2 separate regions of the Bombyx mori genome follow, and region 1 is linked to region 2. A link is a contact called in public Hi-C data. All regions are on one chromosome and are shown on one strand. Each heading gives the region's core, a stretch centred on a gene start, on an enhancer-like site or on the middle of the called end of the contact. The rest is flanking DNA. Distances are from core to core; before and after follow the strand shown. Region 1 holds the start of LOC101735614 (cell adhesion molecule Dscam2). Region 2 overlaps LOC101735614 (cell adhesion molecule Dscam2).

What was found. A called contact is a pair of places that touch in the nucleus more often than the background predicts.
Region 1: a Hi-C map of whole pupa shows a contact between it and region 2, with 1.5 times the contacts expected there. The contact joins the promoter of LOC101735614 here to the enhancer-like site in region 2.

The regions. Positions count from the first base shown.
Region 1 is chr12:9,110,130-9,114,549 of ASM3026992v2, forward strand. It overlaps LOC101735614 (cell adhesion molecule Dscam2), which reads right to left and starts at 2,649. Exons shown (of 40, transcript XM_062671492.1): 1 at 2,488-2,649.
Region 2 is chr12:9,075,130-9,079,013 of ASM3026992v2, forward strand. LOC101735614 (cell adhesion molecule Dscam2) reads right to left here. Exons shown (of 40, transcript XM_062671492.1): 11 at 3,378-3,634; 12 at 2,416-2,573; 13 at 1,529-1,683. Among protein-coding and RNA genes, the nearest start is that of LOC134199846, 9.8 kb to the left of the region's middle. Within about 2 kb of position 2,487, at least 1 of the 8 cell types and tissues checked has open chromatin away from gene starts, as enhancers often do.

The DNA of each region.
Region 1 (4,420 bases), core at 1,399-3,898, 35 kb after region 2:
AATGGGCACGCGACGTTCGTGTTTAGATTTAACGAACTTACAGAACGGGTACGCTGTAGTAAAATATACGTACATACATAACATAATTAACTGAATACGTATACTTAGATAATATATAATATCTAAATATCTACTAAATTAATCTATCTTCTTCTTCTATCTTCTATCTTCTTCTTCTATATATATAAAAACGAACGGGGCTGCACCGACTTTGCTAATTTGGGTCTTGAATTATTTGTCGAAGTCCAGAGAAGGTTTAAAACGTAGATAAATATGATAATTCTCGGAATTAAATAAAGTTTAGGTCTTTTATTTATCGATTGAGGCCGGGTCAGCTGGTATCTAACAGATATTAATCTCTGTCTCTGTGCTTTTTGCAGCTTAGATACGTTGAATAATACCGAGATACATTTAATATTTTTGAATGAATTTATTTAGTGTGTTAGAGGTGGTTATTTATAGTGGTAGCGTTGGTGTTCGTTTTGATTTACAATTTAAAATTATTCAATGTTAAAAAAAATTCCAAAAAAACTTTGGAAAAAAACTTAAACGAAATCCAAAATATTGTAGGTACTATGTATCTATTATTATCCACACTGGTCTTTCAAATCTGTTAAAGACATGAGTCGTTGCGTTCAATTCATCCCGCTGTCGATCGTATCGCCCCCAAGCTGTCTGCTGCAATAGCTGTGACCCCCACCCCCTCAATTCAACGACGTAGATGCGGAGATTGGGAACGCGTCTCGTAGCCTCCCCAACTCTAGCTTGGGTCTATGCCCTCCCCCCTCCCGTACTAACTGCGCATCAATTGAATAGGTAGGTACTGTAAAACTATAGCCGTATGTATGAACTATTCAACGACTTCACAGGAGCCATGTTTCATTTGACAGTTTCTGCGGTTTGCATTGACGCTATGAGTAAATTGTAAGCGATGACGTCACAAAACTTTAATGAATGAGTATGACACACGTCACTGTGTTATAGTACACACAAGAACTCTATTCGTAGCTCTATTTTAAATAGATAAATTCATATTCATGTCATAGGTACTTTGTTTAAATTATCAACACTTTCGTGAAAACCTCTTGAATTGAATGTTATTACTAAACTACCTAAAATGGTCCATATCGTATACCATGATTTAGTCTTATTATACTTTGTTTAAATTATCAACACATTCGTGAAAACCTCTTGAATTAAATGTTATTACTGAACTACCTAAAATGGTCCATACCATATACCATGATTTAGTCTTATCATATATCGAATTATTGGTTTCCTTGATAGCTAGCTATTAATAAATCTGTGGTTAGGTTGAATAATTCACCTCTACGGTCGTGAAAGTATTCGTGTGATTGAATTTCGCACCGGATAGAGTCGGATTGGTTTAAGCTTTGCTCTACCTGCCGTAAAAAAAGTCGTCCCGTCTTCTGTTAAATGCTTTGCACCTGTCGTGAGTTGGACAGGCCCAAAACAAGTATTTCCCCGTGTCAAACGTAATTTTGACATTAATTATTCCATGTAGGAATTAGTAGGAAGGTGTTTTATTTGGACATCGTTTGTGCAACACATTCTAAACCCACGCTGTTATAACTACGAGGACAAAACATCTTTTGAAATATTTTCCTAAGCAATATTCAATTAATCTCAAGATTTACAGTATGTAACAACCCTAAATAATATATGAAGTAGTTTAATTTTAGTGTAATTATTTAATAAGCATTATGATCAGTTTTTTTCTTTTTTTGGACGAACTTCCTCGAAATGCGTATGAGTCTTTATTTGCATATTTCTGCTCTACTTTTGTGGGGTTTATCTTTATTGATTTTTATTTGATATACATAGTTCTATAAAATCTAGGTATCGTCTCCGCGCTACACGTTATGTGTAATAATCATTAACACATACCTTTAATCTTATCTATTTTTGTCAATAAATAAGTAATATTTGACACCGTCAACTTATACATGCTTCTTTTTTTGTTATAATCGGAAGCGACGATTTAGATGCGAAATGCAATAACAAGCATTTTCATCATATCCTTCGAAATACCGCGTTGGTATTTTAATGTTTAATGTTGAAATTAGTGAATAATCATTTTTCGAAATTAAAAAATTACGATACCAAATTTCTCTAAATAGTACTACTAAACACTCCCAAATTTAAATAAATGTAACGCCCCTAGCTAAGTCCAAATAGCTCAGTGCAGGTGGTCGGTTTTAGGGAGAAAAACGCACTGAAGTATGTTACGATATAATTTTATTATGTATATGTATGAAATTTTATTTCAACATAATACGGAAATATAAAGAGTACATAAATCTAGTGTAGACATTACTGGCGCTTATATTCACCCCGGTCAAGACAACATCGTTATCGATCGCGGCCGCGCATTCGTCGGGCCGGCATTTTTTGCAATCAAGGAATTCCTACACAAAAGTTGAATGAAGAGGGCACATTGCATACAAAGAAAGCTCAGAAACGTACCTGCGTAGAATCAGCGATGGGTTTGCACAGCACCCACAACACATAAACCACAACACGCGCGGAGAGACGAGCGGCAACAACCGACTCGCCTAAGCTACAAGATCGGTATGAGTAGGCTTGATATGAATTTGTATAAACGGCCAATGACACTCGTCTCATGAAAAGGACGGGCTCTATATATCTGTTCTCTTTTAACGAATAGGACTACAGCGCGGTCCTGGCAGAGACGTAGCTTGGAACCGATATTTTGGCGAGGGTCACAGGACTCGGGGATTTGGTGCGCGCGCAGGAAATACGTTATTAAGCCTGTGTGTCGAACGTACGTGGGTGTATTTTATTATGAATAGATCTATTTCTATGTCTACCACGAACGTTACTTTAGCTACAGATTTTTTAAGGCTGGATGTCAATTTTATTTTTCTCTTTATTGAAAAGAGCATTGTCATAATGTGATAACAACCTCAGCCCCATTTATCATTTCCAATGTATTGTAGCTAGCTTTAAAAAAAATATAAATATAGAGTTGACTCTACCACAGGAACTCTATCAGAGGTGAAGTGTGAAAGTAGCCCCGGTAATTAAAAAATTAAAGAGCGGACGGTTAGCATGTCCATGTACGTGATGCGTAGAGAGAAGGTGCATGTGACTAGGAGATGTAAGGAAATGGTAGTGCAAGGTAGAGGGAGAAGTGGTCGACCGAAGAAGACATGGATGGAGTGTGTGAATGACGATATGAGAGAGAGAGAGAGAGAGGAGTGAGTGTTGAGATGACGGCTGATAGTGGGATAAGGTGGAGAAAAAGAAGAGAGTTGACTCTACCACCAAATCAATGTGTATGAAATAACTCAGTATGGGTTGCAATAAACTGAAAGTTCTAGTGAGAGCCCTCACTTGGTACTGTGTTGTGAAGCCACACGTACAAGCGGATCTTGTAACTGATTCACTCTGCAATTATTGGGAGAAAACTCCTCTACTGTAAGGCTGATGTCAGTATGTCTACAGATGGGTAGTATGTCATTCAGTTTTCGAAGGGGGCTTTCTCGGTGTCGAAGATAAAAGTTTGCCAAATAAAATAATCCAGTTTATGCTGGTTTAGGCCTGAACAGATGAAGTTATGTACTTTAGGAAGACGGAATAGATCCATTGTACATTTTAGGCAGCGGCGTTGTTCCAACTCTGGCATTGCTGACGTCCATTGGCGACGGCAAACGCTTACTATCAGGTGGGCTACATATTCGTCTGCCTACAAGACCAATAAAAATCCATATGGTGTGGTATTAAAAATTAATAGTTATATACTACCTAAATAGTAGTAAGTTCACAAAACGAATTTAACATCTAATATGTTTCACCACTTAGATAAGCGTTTTATACTAGGGATAGAATTGTTGAGGTCGATAGAGGCAATATAATTTGAGTAGCTAGTACCGCAATCCCTTGCGAAAACTAATATCACCATGCAGTGTCTTTTTCGTGACCCAAAATACAGTTTTTAATATGAAAAAAATTTGTTCAAAGTTTAGTCTCTGGCACAAATTAACAACTATCCATTTAGGACGCTTCTCACCGAATCACAGTTAACGAAGAGAATGGAAATGAACGGTTTCATTTCTCTAACTTCCGAAAGCTCATCAAAATCTGGATGCCTGTTTGCGTACCTATAATAAAACTTGAAGTCGTCGTGGCCTAAAGGATAAGACGTCCGGTGCATTAGTATCGAGCGATGCACCGGCGTTCAAATCCCGCAGGCGGGTACCAATTTTCCTAATGAAATACGTACTCAACAAATATTCACAATTGACTTCCACGGTGAAGGAATAACATCATGTAACAAAAATCAAACCCGCAAAATTATAATTTGCGTAATTACTGGTGGTAGGACCTCTTGTGAGTCCGCACGGGTAGGTACCACCACCCTGCCTATTTCTGCCGT
Region 2 (3,884 bases), core at 1,237-3,736:
CCAAGGTTATTAAGGGGTTTGATTTCTTCTCCATTAAATAACCATTTAAAATTTACGGGTAGATCGCCTTTACTCATTACGCATTGCACGGATGCGGTTTCTCCCTCGTTCAATATTTCTTCTCCAAATTCGAAGGGCGTTATTTGCGGTGGTACTGGGACGAAAATTAAATCGCAATAAAAGGTATTTTAGGACATTATCGGGATATTTCATGTGTTATGGATTAGAAAAACGTAAGCTAGTAATGTGGTGTACCGTTGACTTCAAGCACAGCACTGTGATTAGCGGAGCCTGCTCGATTTGTTGCCACACAGATATATGTGCCCCTGTGTACGCCACTTACTGAATCTATACTCATTATCGCTGTCTTTTTATTAATCGAACTTAAAACGACTCCCAGATTATTGAACTTTGTAAGTTCTTGGCCATTAAATATCCATGAAATGTTCACTGGTTGATCGCCCTTGCTGACGCTGCAAGTCAAGGTAGCCGTATCTCCAGCGTTGGCCGGTTCCTCGCCAAATTCAAACGGTAGGATTTGGGGAGGTACTGTGTAAAAACTCTTTTTATTGTATCTAGTCTAAAGCTATTAGTGCAGGGGCGTGTGTGACTAACGATGTAGCTTTGGCGGGCATAAATCTGAAGATTTCGTAAAGTAATCAATATGTTTACTTAAAATTTTATAGCTGAAACGAATTCCTGTAATAAAACTGATATTAATACAGAGATGTATAATAATGTCATAACACTAGAAGTCGCTATTCCATATTTTAGTATCATCAAATTCCTCCTACAAGTCTTATAAAATTTATGACATTATTATATAGAAATAACTGAGCACATTGATAAAAATAATTATTGTATCTTAATATAAAATTCGTATTAAAAAGTACACACGTCAAATGAAATTAGCTTTGCAGTTCGTGCAAAGGATATCTTATTATTGGGTAGAATCAACTACCGTTTTCAAAGAATGGAATTATAAATGGCGGCTCATCCTGCCTTTACCGGCAAAAGTTTACCGAGTCTTATTATTGTAGGTACTCTAGGTATACCAATTCTAAATAATATATCTTTACTTTCAGATGAATATTTAGGTAAAGTTCTTTTTTTATATTCAACAAACCAACCATTTATAATTCCGTTTTTTTTTCTACACATGTTTTGTTTGTTTTCAATTTGCCTTATTTATCATGTACTCAGTTTAAAAACACTTTTAACGACAACGTCTTTCAAGTTTTCGGTATTTTTCATACATATTATCAGTTATTCCGATTATTCTAATATTTTTATTGTACTTTGTAGGTGGTTGAATAATTTTAATTTTCTTCTATAATATTTTTTAAGATCAAGGCGCCTTTGATAGTATTGTTTTTTTTTTAAAGCGCCTATAGTTTATCTGCGTTGTACGAATAAGAACGTTGCAGAGGATTGTTGTTGATCTATTTTACTGTAACAACGCTCAATCTCTCAACCGCATTAGTAGGAATTTTTAAGAGTTGATTTTAATTTATAGTTCTAAACTTACCCATGACTTGAAGTTCTAGGGTTTCTCTAGCCGTGTATCCCTGCGAGTTCTTCGCGACGCAGGTGTATGTGGCTTCGTCGCTCATGCGCTCAACGTTCTCGATAACAAGGGTGCCGTTGGGGAATACTTTCTGTTTTCGGTTGATCGGGAGGACTCTGAGAATTGAAAAATACTCATTTTTTGACAAGCGAGTGGAATATATTACTTTTAAACGTAAGATAACTGCCCGCTCTGCTGGTGGTCCGCTAAGTATCAGAGTCTATACACCAGCTACCGATATATATGGGGTCAAAGACCTTTTATTAGGATTACGGCATGGCCCGGAGGTCTCTCCAGTTTCACCAGGACAAGTGGTCGAGCACGGACTGAACCAAGAACTAAGGTTGGTATGCCAACTATACTGACTATTACGACTTTTGTTTAATTTTTGTGTACAAATAAGGTATTAAAAATCAAAATGTTCTTTATTGAAGTAGGCCTTCGCAGGTGTTTTTAGATCGATGTGACTAGCATTACTACTGTACTTATTGCCTTTAAACTACTTTTATTAGTGCTACGGATTACAAAATTTTGAAATTAAATTTATATGAAAATACTACAACACTACAGTTAATTGAACAACTAATACTCAGTCCACTCACACCCTGTACCAGGGACAAGCTTATGTCACAGTGCACACACGTTTGAGAATAGGAAATTATTTAGCAATATTATGTATAAGCTACAAGAGAAATTTAATTAAAGAGAAAGCTATATGTACTGCTTATAGCGAACTGATCTATAATATCTCTAAATTGCAGCCTTTTCCATAATCGGCTCCCCGTGCATCCCTATTAAGTTGCAGGTCAGGACTGAGTCATTCAGCCGAAAAATACCAAGTAAGTTACCTTCCATCACGTTCCCAAACAATGGAGTCGATAGGGTAGCCGGCGACTGGACAGTGCACGATCAGAGTGTCTCCGGCGACGACGGGACGCTTCTTCATCGGACGAACGAAGGGTAGACCGTAGATGTTGACACGAGCCGAATGGGATGTGCTGCCGACCTGAGGACATATTTAACCGAATGTCTGTAAGATTCCCAACTAAATCCAATGGTGCTTTTAGGTACCTCAAGCACCGGTCACCGTCCTCGTCGAACCCGTCGCTTACGACGAAGGGCTCGACGAGTAAATTAACCCACAGACACAGCCCGCTGAGTTTCTCGCCGGATCTTCTCAGTGGGTCGTGTTTCCGATCCGGTGGTAGATTCTGCGAAGCACTGCCTTTGCAAGGGCCAGTGTCAGCAACACTCCGGTTTGAGCTCACCACCACACACGCTAGGATAAGGTAGGTAAGAAAAAAATATCCAACCCAGAGTTTTTGCTGTAAGTTTCACATAATTAATTTTTGAAGTGATAACTCCTTAAGCCGCTTCCGTAACGCGTTACGGTGCCAGTCTGTCTGGCGTCCCTTTCTCTCACGCATACGGCAGTAGTACTGAGAAAGTATGTAACTCCTAACTATTTATATATTTATACATATATTTAAATCTAGATACTAATCATCTACATACCCAAAAATTAATAAATAAAATTTCCTTACATTATCTTAAGAATATACATAAAATTTAAGTAATAACCTAAACTTTTTTAAAAACCTTTTTTTAATCATGTGTACGTTTTACCACTATTCCGATTTCGTCGACAGGACATTTTTGAAACTTGTCAAGTAACAAAGACTTCCTTTACCTATTTACAATGGTCAAGTTACGATTCCCATTTGACGAGTAAGGCAACAAAAATGATTGTATAAAATTTTAATTAGTTTTTGTGTTGGACGTTCGATGAATACCAACTATGATCAATCACCTTGCTCGAAGCGAAGCAGGTGTAGAGGCCGCCATCGTTGGTCTGCACGGAAGAAATGTTGAGGTGCGACTCGACGTTGCCGTCGGCCGTAACGAATTGTCCGATCTGAAGTCGTTCGCCACTGGACAGCTTCTCACCGTCCAAGAGCCAGGCGATGTCGGGGGTCGGGTTCCCGGACGCTACACATTTCAGCCGAAGAGACGGACCGGAGCGGAAAGTCTGCTCGCCAAAGCTATGCCTGATTTGAGGCGGTTCAACTGAAACATTTTCAATTTAGTCTTAAAAACTACCAATAGTTAAACGATTCCTGTTTTAAAGGTGTGATAATGGCTATACTGGCTTTTTTTACAGGTGGTAGGACCTCTTGTGAGTCCGCGCCGGTAGGTACCACCACCCTGCCTATTTCTGCCGTGAAGCAGTAATGCGTTTCGGTTTGAAGGGTGGGGCAGCCGTTGTAACTATACTGAGACCTTTGAACTTATATCTCAAGGTGGGTGGCGCATTTAC